Linked DNA regions of Bicyclus anynana: region 1 is linked to region 2. Evidence: chromatin contacts called from public Hi-C data. All regions are on one chromosome and are shown on one strand. The core of a region is the stretch at or near the end of the contact, and the rest is flanking DNA. Distances in the headings are between cores, read along the strand shown.

What was found. Hi-C and Micro-C count contacts between places; a contact is called where the count stands out from the background.
Region 1: a Hi-C map of whole body shows a contact between it and region 2, with 2.8 times the contacts expected there. The contact joins the promoter of LOC112049682 here to the enhancer-like site in region 2. A contact is called at or near these places in 2 of 2 Hi-C or Micro-C datasets (whole body and whole larva).

Annotation. Positions count from the first base shown.
Region 1 is chr11:7,427,380-7,434,445 of ilBicAnyn1.1, forward strand. It overlaps LOC112049682, which reads left to right and starts at 4,507. Exons shown (of 6, transcript XM_024087677.2): 1 at 4,507-4,688. The coding sequence starts at 4,540.
Region 2 is chr11:7,390,250-7,396,392 of ilBicAnyn1.1, forward strand. It overlaps LOC112049690 (mitochondrial uncoupling protein 4), which reads right to left. Exons shown (of 7, transcript XM_024087687.2): 6 at 5,638-5,860; 7 at 2,365-3,364. The coding sequence ends at 3,190. Among protein-coding and RNA genes, the nearest start is that of LOC112049690, 26 kb to the right of the region's middle. Within about 2 kb of position 4,267, at least 8 of the 8 cell types and tissues checked have open chromatin away from gene starts, as enhancers often do.

The DNA.
Region 1 (7,066 bases), core at 3,257-5,756, 37 kb after region 2:
TTATTATTTTTATAAGTTTACAAAAAATATCGTTTTTATATATATATTTAAATTGACGTCGTCCGGCTTTAAATTAATTAAAAAAAAAACTGATTTGGCACAAGCGAAGCCACAGAAAAAGATAGTATAACATGATTAAGATACAATTAAAAGCTGTCATTTACAATGTAGCTAAACCAATTTGTCTTGTCTGCCGTGATATACATCGTTGTATCGTGTTAACGTCAGGTTAATGACGTACAATACAAGTTACAATGCAATTTTATAAATAACCCCTCTCTCGAAGTAGACACCTACTTCGAGAAAGAAATAAAGACACCTTACTTTGAAATACATTTATATCATGAGCTAATTTGTCCTTTTTGACCAACTTCAAAAAAAATAGGAGATTCTTGATTTTCAATGTTTTTTTTTTAAGTTTATTATCTCATAACTTCGTCATTTCTTAACCGATGTTGAAAATTGTTTTTTGTTTGAAAAAGTATAGTTCCATATTGGTCCCATTTAATTTTCAATACAGTCGGTTCAGTGATTCTGTATAAGAAATAAAATAACGAAATTTCCCGTACTGTAGCGATATCTTCAAAATCACAAAAATGTACTAAAAAGCGAAAAATAACATCGTATGTGTTACCTTCTGATCACTTTGAAGGCGGTGCCAACACAGTGATGCATTAACTTAAATTGTAATTTATCCAATGTGCAGAAACTCAGTTTGAACACTTCGGTATATTAGGAATATATACCATAAGTATACAATAAATACATAAATATAGAAAATATATAAAAATAGCTAACAAACAATGTTGAAGCAATGAAGCGATTTTAACTTGTTACATGCGGGCAGACGTACGATAACGTCGTTTATGGCAAGTTTATAGATATGATATGATAGCTGCATATCTACCAGTGGCGTGCCTAAGGTTTTTAACTAGGGTAGGTACAATACATAAAATCTCAAGTCGCGATGTTTGTGGTAGCACTTTTCTTAAAGGCTCGACCAATTTTAATGAAATTTTAGTATTTACCTATGTATTATTTAAACAGACGAATACACGTAGAAACCTCTAAACTAAACGAATTTCACACACATCGGCAGCGGATTTATTGAGGTCTAAGTTTTTTTTTTCTGACCTCAGCGGTGTCACCCGGGGGTTTGGGCGAGCGCAGAAGCATCGCCTGATGGGGCAGAAGCAGAGTAGATGGGCGGAACAACTCTCTAAGGGCGTCTCTTCTGAGACTCGGACCTCGGCTTAGAGGGCCGTTCGGGAAGGGTGTTTTGGCCTGAGTGTATCAGTCCGGGCGCCCCCGAGATCGTGAGTTAAAAAGCCCACGTCTGGGTGACGTCAGATATCGGGGACCTCGTCTTGGTCTAAGTCCAGGGGACGCTCTCAGAGAGACATAGGTACCTCTTGTCTCAAGGGGGTGCTGGCTTTGTATGTACGTGACTCGTTAGAAATGTGGCTCTGTATCAGATAGACTGATTTCTACAAGCAAGGTGAGTTACGCGCTTGCCTCGGGCGAGCCGGTTTAGGCTGCCAGTCCACCGGGGAGCGAGGCAGCGGAGCTGAGAAAGGGAGAAATATTAACCGATAGGATTGCACAAAATCTCCGCACCTCTAAGTAAGCATGGACTTGCGAGCTAGTTTAAAAATTCATATAACACCGGTAAGCGGAGCGGGGTTAGTTAAATTAAATTTAACATTTTATTTATTTAACATAGTCTGCAACTAGTCTGCAACAGACTACTGAAAGCGTAGCGGAGAAAAGGATTAATGCGAAGCGAAGTGACTTTCCGAAGAAGCCCCCGCTCCGCTTTCCCGCACGTGATTCTTCGCTCCGTTTCCCTGCTCTGCTTACCGGTTTAATATGATTTATTAAACTAGCTCGCAAGTCCCTGTCCACTTAAGAGGAGCGGAGATTTTGTGCAATCCTATTAGTTAATATTTCTCCGTTTCTCGACTCCACTGCCTCGCCCCGCTTCGGTGGACTGGCAGCCTTAGTCCGTTTCTCCGCTACGCTCCCTCGCTCCGCTCCGCAAAATTATTACATAACTGTAATGGTAGTGATTAAGTAAATCTTAATTATATAAATATAGCTAGGGACGCTCGCGATTTAGTCCGCCCTTATTTCGGCCTTGTCGCCAAATCCGTTCTTAGCGGATACCTACTAACTATAAACTACCTCCCTGCCAAATTCCATCTTTGAATGTCATGCGGTTTTCGAGATTTCATGGTGAGAGTGACCTTTCCCATTTATATTAGGTAAGATGAATGGTCCCTAGCTTTTCTAGGTTTCACTTTTTCATAATCATACTAGTACACGCCCGAGACTTGATCCACGTCATAGGCGGCATTTATTAACCGACTTCCGAAAAGGAGGAGGTTCTGATTCTTCGGAGAAAAATATAATAAAAGAACATAAATATGTTCGGCTGTATGTATGTTCTTTTATTATATTTTTGTTGTTGGTGTTTAGAAATATCAAAGAAACAAACTATATATTTTTGTCCAGCTGAGCATTCTTACTGTAATTGTGAAAATTACATGAAAATTCGTCTAGCCGTTTAGGATATTAGTGAACGCAGAGATGAAAATTAAAAAAAATTGTTTGAGTATGAATTTTGAATTAGGAATATTGAATTGGTTAATAGAAATTGACTAAATTATAGCAATCGTTAGTATTTTATGAAAGTTGTTTTTTTACGTTTATTAGAAGATAATAAAGAATTTTAAACCGAATTTGATGAAACTGCATGCGAAGGCTTCGACAAACACGAATTTAAATTTTATATTAACCCGCATGCTTCAAAAGTTCGTTAATTTCTACTTAAATCGTAATAAAAAAGATGACCTAATATTTCAACTAAGTACTAAATTAAAGAAACTAATTTTAGATTTTCTTACCTTTTATGAGAAGTTATAATAAAGCATTAACCCTAAACCGATTTTGATGAGACTGCATGCAAATCTCTTTCTAAGGCTTTGAGTAACGCGAATTTAATTTTTTTAATAAATAACTTACATGCTTCAGAAGTTTAATATTTACTTATCCTAATAAAATAGATGACCTAATATTTAAACTAGACTAAATTAAAGAAACTATTTTTAGTTTTTTACGTTTATTAGTCGTTATAATAAAGCATTAATCCTAAACCGATTTTGATAAAACTGCATACGAGCCTGAGGCATCGACAAACACGAATTTAAATTTCATATTAAACCTGCATGCTTCAAAAGTTCGATAATTTCTACTTATCCTAATAAAATAGATGACCTAATATTTCAACTAAGTAGACTAAATTAAAGAAACTATTTTTGTGTTTCTTTACGTTTACTAGAAGTTATAATAAAGCATTAATCATAAACCGATTTTGATGAAACTGCTTCCGAGCCTCTTTCTAAGGCTTTGACAAACGCGTATTTAAATTTTATAATAACCTGCATTTTTCTCAAGTTTGGTAATTCTTACTTATCTTAATGAAACAGATGACCTATAAAGTATTATATACGTATACTTATCATATACTTTATATACAAAAGATAAATTGAGAGAAAAAAATAAGTATCATACTCTGAAACTAACCGAACTATTCAAAAGACATTATATAATTGAAAGTAATTACATTGTAGAAAAGTAATTAGCTATTGATTGGGTGACGTGAAACAACAATGGTGTGAAAATATGTAATGAAGTGACAAGTGCGCCTAACAGTAACAATGGCTTAGCGGCTTATCTTGACGAAACGGATATACGAGTATAAGCGAAAATTAAAAAAAGAGGGAGCAAAGCACGTGGCGATCTATCAAAACAACAAAGCCGATTGGTGTGGTGACGTTCCACCCCGGTGATATGTACGTCGTACTACCTAAATGCCTTATGTACACCAATAGTTACTACTTCATGACTACTCCGAGCTCAGTGTGTACTGCATTGCAACGGAAAATATGCGTGTTTACCAAAGTCGTTTCGGTAGAACGGTGTCGTGTGTTGCGTCACGTTTGAGGAAATTGATAGTGCCGAGGTCGACGTGACTAACATATTTGTGAACTTTACACGTTTATTTGTGTCAAATTGTGCAAATATCTCGGTTGTACATCGGTGTGATTGTGCGGTTTTACAAAATGAAATCACATTCTCCCCATCCCGATATCAATTGTGGAGACCTGATTACGGTACAATGCCACGACTCGGAGTGCGTCCGCTATAACCTTGCTACATTACGTGAGTATGCTTTTTATTTCAATCACGTAGCGATACAACTATATCTGTGACTGAAGCGATGTTAGTTATTATTTTAGCTAGTTATTTATTCCTACAAATAACGAATGATCAAACCTAAATGTGAAATAGGCCAAAAAATAACATGGATGTTTGTAGTAATAATATCGAACGTCATAACGAGGCTCAGTGAACAAGATGGCGTCGAGTGGGGAGAGGGCGCCCAGTCGCCCAGGTGCTGCCGCCGCGTCGAGTTCGGCGCTATAGCTAACTAAATAGGTACGCAGAGCACAGTGTTGTACATTTAGAACGTTCACAATGGCTACCGCGAAAGACACGTCTACTTTCTTTCTGGAGGCAGACGCGGAACAATTCGACAGTGTTTTAAAGTTATACCCACAAGCGATCAAACTGAAAGCTGAACAGAAAACAAAGAAACCCGAGGAACTCATAAAATTGGACAACTGGTAAGTGCGAACGTCTTTCTGTGGAGAAAATGCGGCCGTGGCGTGTCAATGAACTTGTATTGTGTGTGTATCCGTGCAAACTGATTTGATAGCTACCTCCCTCGCGGACTGCATCTCTAGTCCGCGGACGGCTCATTAAAATCAGTGCGTCACGTGGGATCGATGTCAAATTGACACTATCGTTTTTCCTGAAGCCAGTGTGGGGGAAAATATCGCCGCGCTTAGGCGTTATAAAATGGTGGCTGTCCTTTGCGTATCATCGCTCGTAAAATGCATTTATTACGTACTAGTTGTGCGTTCTCTAGTCAATGCTTAGATTCTTCACTGAATATTATTCTTTATAATGCTCATAAAACATTATTGTATTTCTAACTGCTTGTGGCTAGATAATACAATGCTTTGTTGAATACAACTCACATCCGTTCAAAATGGTGACTTGCCATTTAGCGTTATAATATTATTTTCCATCGTTGTAAATGTTTTTTATTCTTAGATGGAACGTTAATAGTATCCCTGTAATCCTATATTTATTGTTTTCACCAGAACAGACCTGGCTATTTTCATAATCTTTTTTAAAAAAGAATGAGTCATCAATCAGGTACTTCTGCCTTCTCGCGACTTTGCTAAGTTATAACTGTAGTTTTAATTCCCAGAAGAATTTAGAAATTCTTTAAACTCTTCCATCGATTTCATTTAATTATGTCGTATTTTAAACCAACATTCGATAATAATTTGAAAGTTAAATAATATTTTTGGCAAAACGTTAAAAAACTTTTTTTCATCATTTGTTCCAAGAAATAAATCTGTTAAATCGTGTAAGTCGTTTATCATATTTTAGTAATTTTACCCTTCATGGTTCTAATTCCAAAATAATTCGTTTAAAATTTTATTAGTAATCCAGCTGTAAACCATAGCGTGGAACACGTTTTTTTTCGTGTACTTACCTATCCAATTGCTTTCCTTGATAAGTCTGATTTCAGTTAAATAATAAATAATAATTTAAAAGAAATTTATATTTAAACCAAATTTCTGTAAAATAATATTTATCCGTAAAAGTAGTTTTTTAAACTGATTTAAAATAATAATTTATGAGTTAAATAATATTTTTGCCAAAATGTAAAAAAAAACATCATAAATCTGTTAAGTTGTGTAGATCGGTCGGTTATCCCATTTTAGTAATTTTCCCCTTCACGGTTCAAATTTCAAAATAATCTGTTTAAAATTTTATGAGTAATTCAGCTGTTGACCGCAACTTGAACCACGTTTTTTTCATATACCTAGATACCTAACTATCTAACTTCTTTCCTTAGATAAGTCAGCTTTCAGTTAAATAATAATTCAAGTGAAATTTATCTATAAACCAAATTTCTGTAAAATATTCATTATCCGAAAAGTCAAATTTTAAACTAATTTATGATAATAATTTAAGAGTTAAATAATGTTTTTGCAAAATGTAAAAAAAAGTTTCATATCTGTTTTAAGAAATAAATCTGTTAAGTCGTGTAGGTCGGTTAAGTAATTGTACCCTTCACTGTAGTTCAAATTCAAAAATAATCCGTTTAAAATTTTATAAATAATCCAGCTGTTGACCGGTTGTTGACAGCTTGTAGCATCTATTACCTACCTATATAACTTCTTTCTTTAGATAAGTCTGATTTCAGTTAAATAATAATTCAAATGTAATGTATCTTTAAACATATCTTTTATGTTTTTTTTTTATTTTATATAAAATATTTATTATCCGTCATATTTTGAACAGATACCATTAATTCATATTCATATTTTGAACAGATACCACTGATAATAATTTCAGAGGCAAATAATATTTTAGTCAAAATGTAAAAAAAAAATTCATCATCTGTTTTGTATACCTAGATACCTACCTAACTTCTTTCCTTACTACTTACTTTACTAACTAGCCTAACTTCAGATTATTTACAATATTTAACAAATATTGTCATGTTTCATATCCCTAACACGAGAATTTAGATTATAGATTCAAACTTCACCCACTATTTCACCCACCTAATTAAAATTTAATTTTTTCGACAAATAGTAGGCCATGCCAAAATTAATAAGAATAAATGTTAGTTACTTCCCTATATTTTATACTATACAGGTCTACATAATATTAATATCAATAACCTAATGTAAATTAATTTTGAAAATTATGATTTTAAAAAAATATTCATAATATTTTTTTCGTTTATGATCGAATATTAATATAATTTAAGTAGCGATTTGCGTAAATATTTACCACAGAGGGGTATATTTTTTTATAAAATTTATCTGAAATGGATTTTATAAATCATTTATTAATTACAATTCATTTATTTATTGTCTATACATTGGTACACCAAGTAATGCATTTTTGTTTT
Region 2 (6,143 bases), core at 3,017-5,516:
ACGTTTAAAATGATTCGACTTTCTCCTTTAAGTTATCTTTTTTTGGAGCGTATTTACCCCTATTAACCAACTAATTTACGTCATCAAATTCAAGTTGCTATTAAAACATTTTGTATTGCCATAAAAGTAGAAAAGGAGAGTGGAAATTCTAAATAATTTGGCGATGATGTATTTAAAATCATTATTTAATCCAACAATAAATTATATTTAATATATCTATAAAATACTACAATAACATCACATTTTTTTATTTATACTTAGCAACCTCAACATTTGCAACGACCTACACAACTTGCATAACAACTAAAGCTAATAAAATATATATATAGATATAAAATAAGTACAATTTTATATTTTAAGTCACTAAATTTGCTATAACCCAAACAATTTTTGCAGATCTCTACAATTTTGTTTCACTTATACATTGTGTCAGTGGCGTGCATAAGGTATTTAACTAGGGTATGCACTGTACATACAAATTGTGCAAATTGGAAAATTTCTTAACAGTACAGACAGACAGTACAGTAACAGAGTAGGCAGTGCATTTTTGCATCTATGAAATGTACGCCACTGCATTGTGTATATAGATATACATTAAATTGTGCTTATAAGTATTTTGTAAATCCGAATACAATTGTACTAAATTGAAATAAGTATTAATATTATTACAGGAAAAGCATATTTTGTGCCTAATGTTCCTAACATTAAAGCAAACACCGTATGTACTTTTTTCATTTCAAACTTAATGTATACACCAAAGTCACCATAAAGAGGGCCTTTAAAGTCACATCATCAGGCTATTTTAATGGCCAACCACATGGTCAGGCTTCTCAGGGAATTTTACCCACCACGCTTCTGCAATGCGGCTTGGCGGGCTTAGGATAATGTTTTGAATCTGTAACGATCACTATAAATGTTGATAGTAATTGAGACCAATCCGATGCTCTGGGGTGTCATCATCATCATTATCAACCCTTATTCGACTCACTGCTGAGCTCGAGTCTCTGTTTAGAGGTGTTAGGCCAATAGTCCACCACGCTAGCCCAATGCGGATTGGCAATTGCTCTGGGGTGTAAAACCATCAAATTCCAAATCTGCTCTGATATTGAGAACCCTTCGAACAGATGAGCAACTTTGAAAATGATTTGTCAAATCTTTCAAAAGCAGAATAGAGAATATGTGTAATTATATCCTTACTTCAATACTTTTATTGATTAGTCATTCATTCAATATTCATAATAACAAAATGTATCAACCTTAAGGTTATCTGTTTGTTCTGTATTATTTTTGTATACCGGTACATGAAAATATTAAAAAATGTTATCTACAGTATTGTCATCTTTATACCCATCTATTTAATAATCACATAGTAATATGTCATTTATATCATCTAGTTAATTTTTAGTGCCATATAATTCAGCTCTTTCTAATCTAAATATGCCCGTTCTACATTCTCGTGCGAATCGTGTGCAAATCTGTCAACACAACATGATTGTAGAAGAGTTTCACATATTGCTTTGCGCTGTAATCACGCCAGTTCACGCTTAGTTTTCCAATTTTTGTCTGTCTTTTATCTTAGTGATTCGCGAACTAGGAATATGTTACCGTCTGCGAAATTTTGCGCGTGTGCATTGGCGTATCTAGGATTATTTCCCGGGGTGGGCCTACATATCACTGAACAGAGTCGACACTCAATATTAAAATTTCATTAGTAATATTTGTGGACGCTGACCTCTGAAACGGCTCGACTTATTTATTATTTTTTCTTGGTATCTATGGAAGGTATCAGAAAAGGTCTTAATATATTTTTTTAAATCTTTACTTACAGGTTTTTCTTTATTTTAAGTTGTAATTGTTATTATTTGATATTTTAAATGATACTTTGTGTAAAATTATTAGTATTTCGGCGTCCATCATAGAATTTCATATTGGTAGCTCAGTATCCTAGGCCCGGCCCACCCGCTATATACGCCTATGCGTGTGTGGATGACATTCGTCGCGTTGGTAACGTAACATTACATTGTTCGCCGGGATTCGCGACGTGATTGCCAGCGTAAATTCGCACAAGAATATAGAGCGACCTTAACGTTAATGCAGAGTATATAATTATACCTATAACACTGATAAAGCAATGTCAGAAAAGTTTATATGGTCCAATACAGAGGAATAGGTACACCTATTATTTGAACAGCTTGTGTCGGTTTCGCGCTAATACATTTCCTTAACCAACCAGACACATCTACCAATTCAGTAGGACTAGGATGCTTCAACAACATTTAATTTATATAGGTACGACAAAAATACACAATATAGTCGTGCCATAGCGACGAAATCGACAATACCGCTCTCTGTTTTGTCCCATACCAACGAAAGAGATAGAGCGATATTTTCGATTTTGCTGGCATTGATCGACAATATGTCTCTGTTGTCACGAGTAATGTCTATATCATCGTAGGTCTACATTTACAAAAATTCTTGATCAGCGATCACTATTGAAAAAGCATACAATGTTGACAAACAATTTGGAAAATTCTTTTGATCAATGTGCATTGGAAAAATCTGTAAAGATGTCAATAACATTATTTTAGTGTTTAATAAATGCATTTTCAATCAAAGCATTTCACACTTGCTTACTGTTCAGTTAGAGCACTCCATAAATTACGTCACAAGTTAAGTTTGGAAAAGAGCATTGACGAAGTGTGACATAGTGTGACAAGGGGACGTCCTTAGATTGGTGACGTCACATTTTCAAACACCATCTGTCATTCATGATATTATGTAACTTATTTTTTTCTTTATTCTTAGTTATTATTATTCGTATTTTGTAATATTTATTATTAGTAGGTATTCATTTTGATTTTATTCAAATCTGTAAATGAAAATAAACTAATTTTGGAGCAGTTTCTGTTTTAATTTAACAATTTCTAGATGTGATGTCATGTTAGGAAGCCGAGTCTCACAAATGTGAGGGTTTGTGATAAGAATGCTCCCCCATACTTGTCACAAACCCTGTAGCCATCAAGTTGTGTGACATAATTTATGGATGACCCCTGACCGTAATATATGTATTTCAAATAATGTCAACCAACTAAGGCAGACGCTACTTTCTCAAACTGATCTTACCATTAATATTTGTTTTATAAATTCGCTAACTGGTGTATAGTTATTTATATTATAGAAATACGGTAATCAGAATGTATGTCCTCCGATAGCTAGCATGATGTTTTCAAAAGCTATCCAGTTGATCAAAGCCCACGGGCCCAGTCTCATCCACAGTGGGAGGAAGCCTTTGTACAGTGAGAATATGCCCTCGTTCTTCACGGATTGTTGGACGCAGTCGATCATGCCGCGGTACAGAGTTCCCCTGAAAAGTAAAGTAAGTTATACTTGGTCAATTTATTCCGTGAAGTCTGTTTGATTTTGGTTGGCAGTAAGATAAAATACCAAGTGTGTTTCTGCGCTTAAATGTAGGTTCGTTTTAAAACGTTTCTTCAGTTTTAAACACCAACGTGCTGTCAATTGCGATGTGGCCAATTTTTGGAGAATTCCCCAAATTGCGGGGATTTTAACTCAATTTTGGAAGTTTCTCTACTTGCGGGGATTGGATCTATGCTTGGAGATTTTATTGAATCTGCATCTGTTGTTGACACGTCTCTAATTAATGGCCAATTTTGCAGACTCAATAAAAAAATCTCTATTAAAAGGATAATAATTACTTAAGTTATAGCAAAAGCTCTGAAAAATATATCAAACTACATTAATTTTACTTTTTTTCTTATACAAGTGGGGAATCGGGATATATTTCTTTCCACAATTTAGTGAATTGTTCACTTCGATTTGTGAGGAATTAGAAAAAAATGGAAATAACCACAATGCTACCCAAACCTGTAAAAAAACGTATCACTCCGATACGAGTAAACTAATCGCAGATGGCAAAGTGTTACGTCCCGTTACAGAATACCTAATAATGTCTTACGCAAGTAACTATTTATAGTACCAACATATTATTATTATCTAATATAGGATATAGTTTCAGTAGGTATTGAAAAAATATTCATTATTCAAAATATTAGGATAGATTTGAAACCTATACTACGGCTACTACTACGCTTTTTTTTAAATTATTAGTTGTTGCTTTGATAAAATGAGGGTAAATATAAACATCAAAGAGGACATCTTAATTCTAGCTTTGTAGTACCCGTCTGGAATATTTGTATCGAAAGGGAAAGGATTCATTACAGTGAGCGTGCGCGGGTCCCGACTTTGACCCCGTTCTTTGACCTCGACCGCACTTTGAACATACAACCTACTTTGGGTACGTATGCTGACGGGGCGTTGCTAGCTCTTACGTCAAAACATTTCCCTACCACTTTGCTTATCGATTGCAGTGTAACGTTATTAAAGGGAATCGTAATAATTTTTAGAAAAACGCAAGTAAAGTATTTATTATTATTATTTATACTTAATTAAAACTAGGTAATCAATCTTTTTCACTGTCCCTTATAATGCTATTTTGAAAAAAACACAATATTGAAAAAACAGTAATAAAAAAATTCAACCGCACAACAATTCAAGCACAAAGGTAGATGTTATCTTTTGCTTTTTAGTTTAGGTTAGTTTTTGTGTTGGAAGCAATGCTAAGCAATGAATATGTGCTACCTTCTGATCAGTTTGAAGGCGGTTCCAAGCCAGTGATGTTTCAATTCAAGCCGTTTACATATAGCCGAACGTAGAACCTCCTTTTTGGAAGTCGGTTAAAAAGCATAGCTTGTGAGGTATTATAATGAGGAATTCCTATTAAATTGCTGAAACTGGAATTTCAAAAATTTCACTGAAAAAGTATTTCTCATATGCTTAACTGTAAACTAAACCAAGAAAGACTATAAAAATTAAAACCCTTCAAGTCCAAAGGTTTTGTTTTATTGGGGTCAATCAACAGTAGTAGGTACTATGAAGAAGTAATTACAAAAACATCAATTATGCAATTAAACTAAATCATTGATCAGCACCGTTAACCACAAATTTCTTGCATATAAAAATGAAATTTTGAATGTGGCAATGAAAAGTTAGTTATATACTTAGTACTAAAGCTTCACCTTCACTTTGATCCCAAAAGTTGACTCTTATAGCACAGCTTATAGCGAGTGTTCAACACGTCAGAGGGTTTACTGATAACTGAGGTCACGAACCCGGCGGCGAAGGCGACCATCGCATTCACTAACAGTGTGTCCAACATGCCGAACTCTTAGACCATTGGTCTAAGGCCGAACTCGTAAGTCTAAACGTATAATCCTAAAGCTGTACCTTCCATCTGGTCCGACGGGTTGGTTCATAAGCCGAGGCTTCAACACGTCAACGGGTGTGCCCACAACTGCGGCCACGAACCCGGCGGCGAAGGCGACCATCGCATTCATTAACATTGTGTCCAACATGACGAACTCGTAAGTCTAAACGTACAATCCTAAAGCTGTACCTTCCATCCGACGGGTTGGTTCATAAGCCGAGTCTTCAACACGTCAGAGGGTGTACTGATAACTGCGGCCACGAACCTGGCGGCGAAGGCGACCATCGCATTCACTAATAGTGTGTCCAACATGCTGAACTCGTAAGTTTAAACGTATAACCCTAAAGCTTTACCTTCCATCTGGTCCGACGGGTTGGTTCATAAGCCGAGTCTTCAACACGTCAGCGGGTGTGCCCACAACTGCGGCCACGAACCCGGCGGCGAAGGCAGCCATAGCATGCACTAGCATTGTGTCCGCCATGCCGAATTCGCGAATCAGGAATTGTTTGCTATAGTCATATGCCGCTAGATCTCCCATGTTCACCAATGCCGCGCGCTGAACGTTAGGGATGGCACCTGAAAACAATTTATTGCAGATGTCAGACAAAAAAAAAATCGGTTGTCTGTAAAGTCGGTTTACTGACGATAGTTGAACGTGACAACGTCATAAAAAAATACTGATGGAATGCTTGCATTGTTCAAAAGAAATATCGTTCGTTTTTCTAAAGTACTGTTTAATAATCTTCATAGACCAGAATAAACTTTATTTCTTGTAAAAAACGTTGGCAACCTTTGAGCGAAGGAACGACGCATGACGTCATCTTTTTTCGTAGAGCCGGCTTCATCGAAATATAAAACG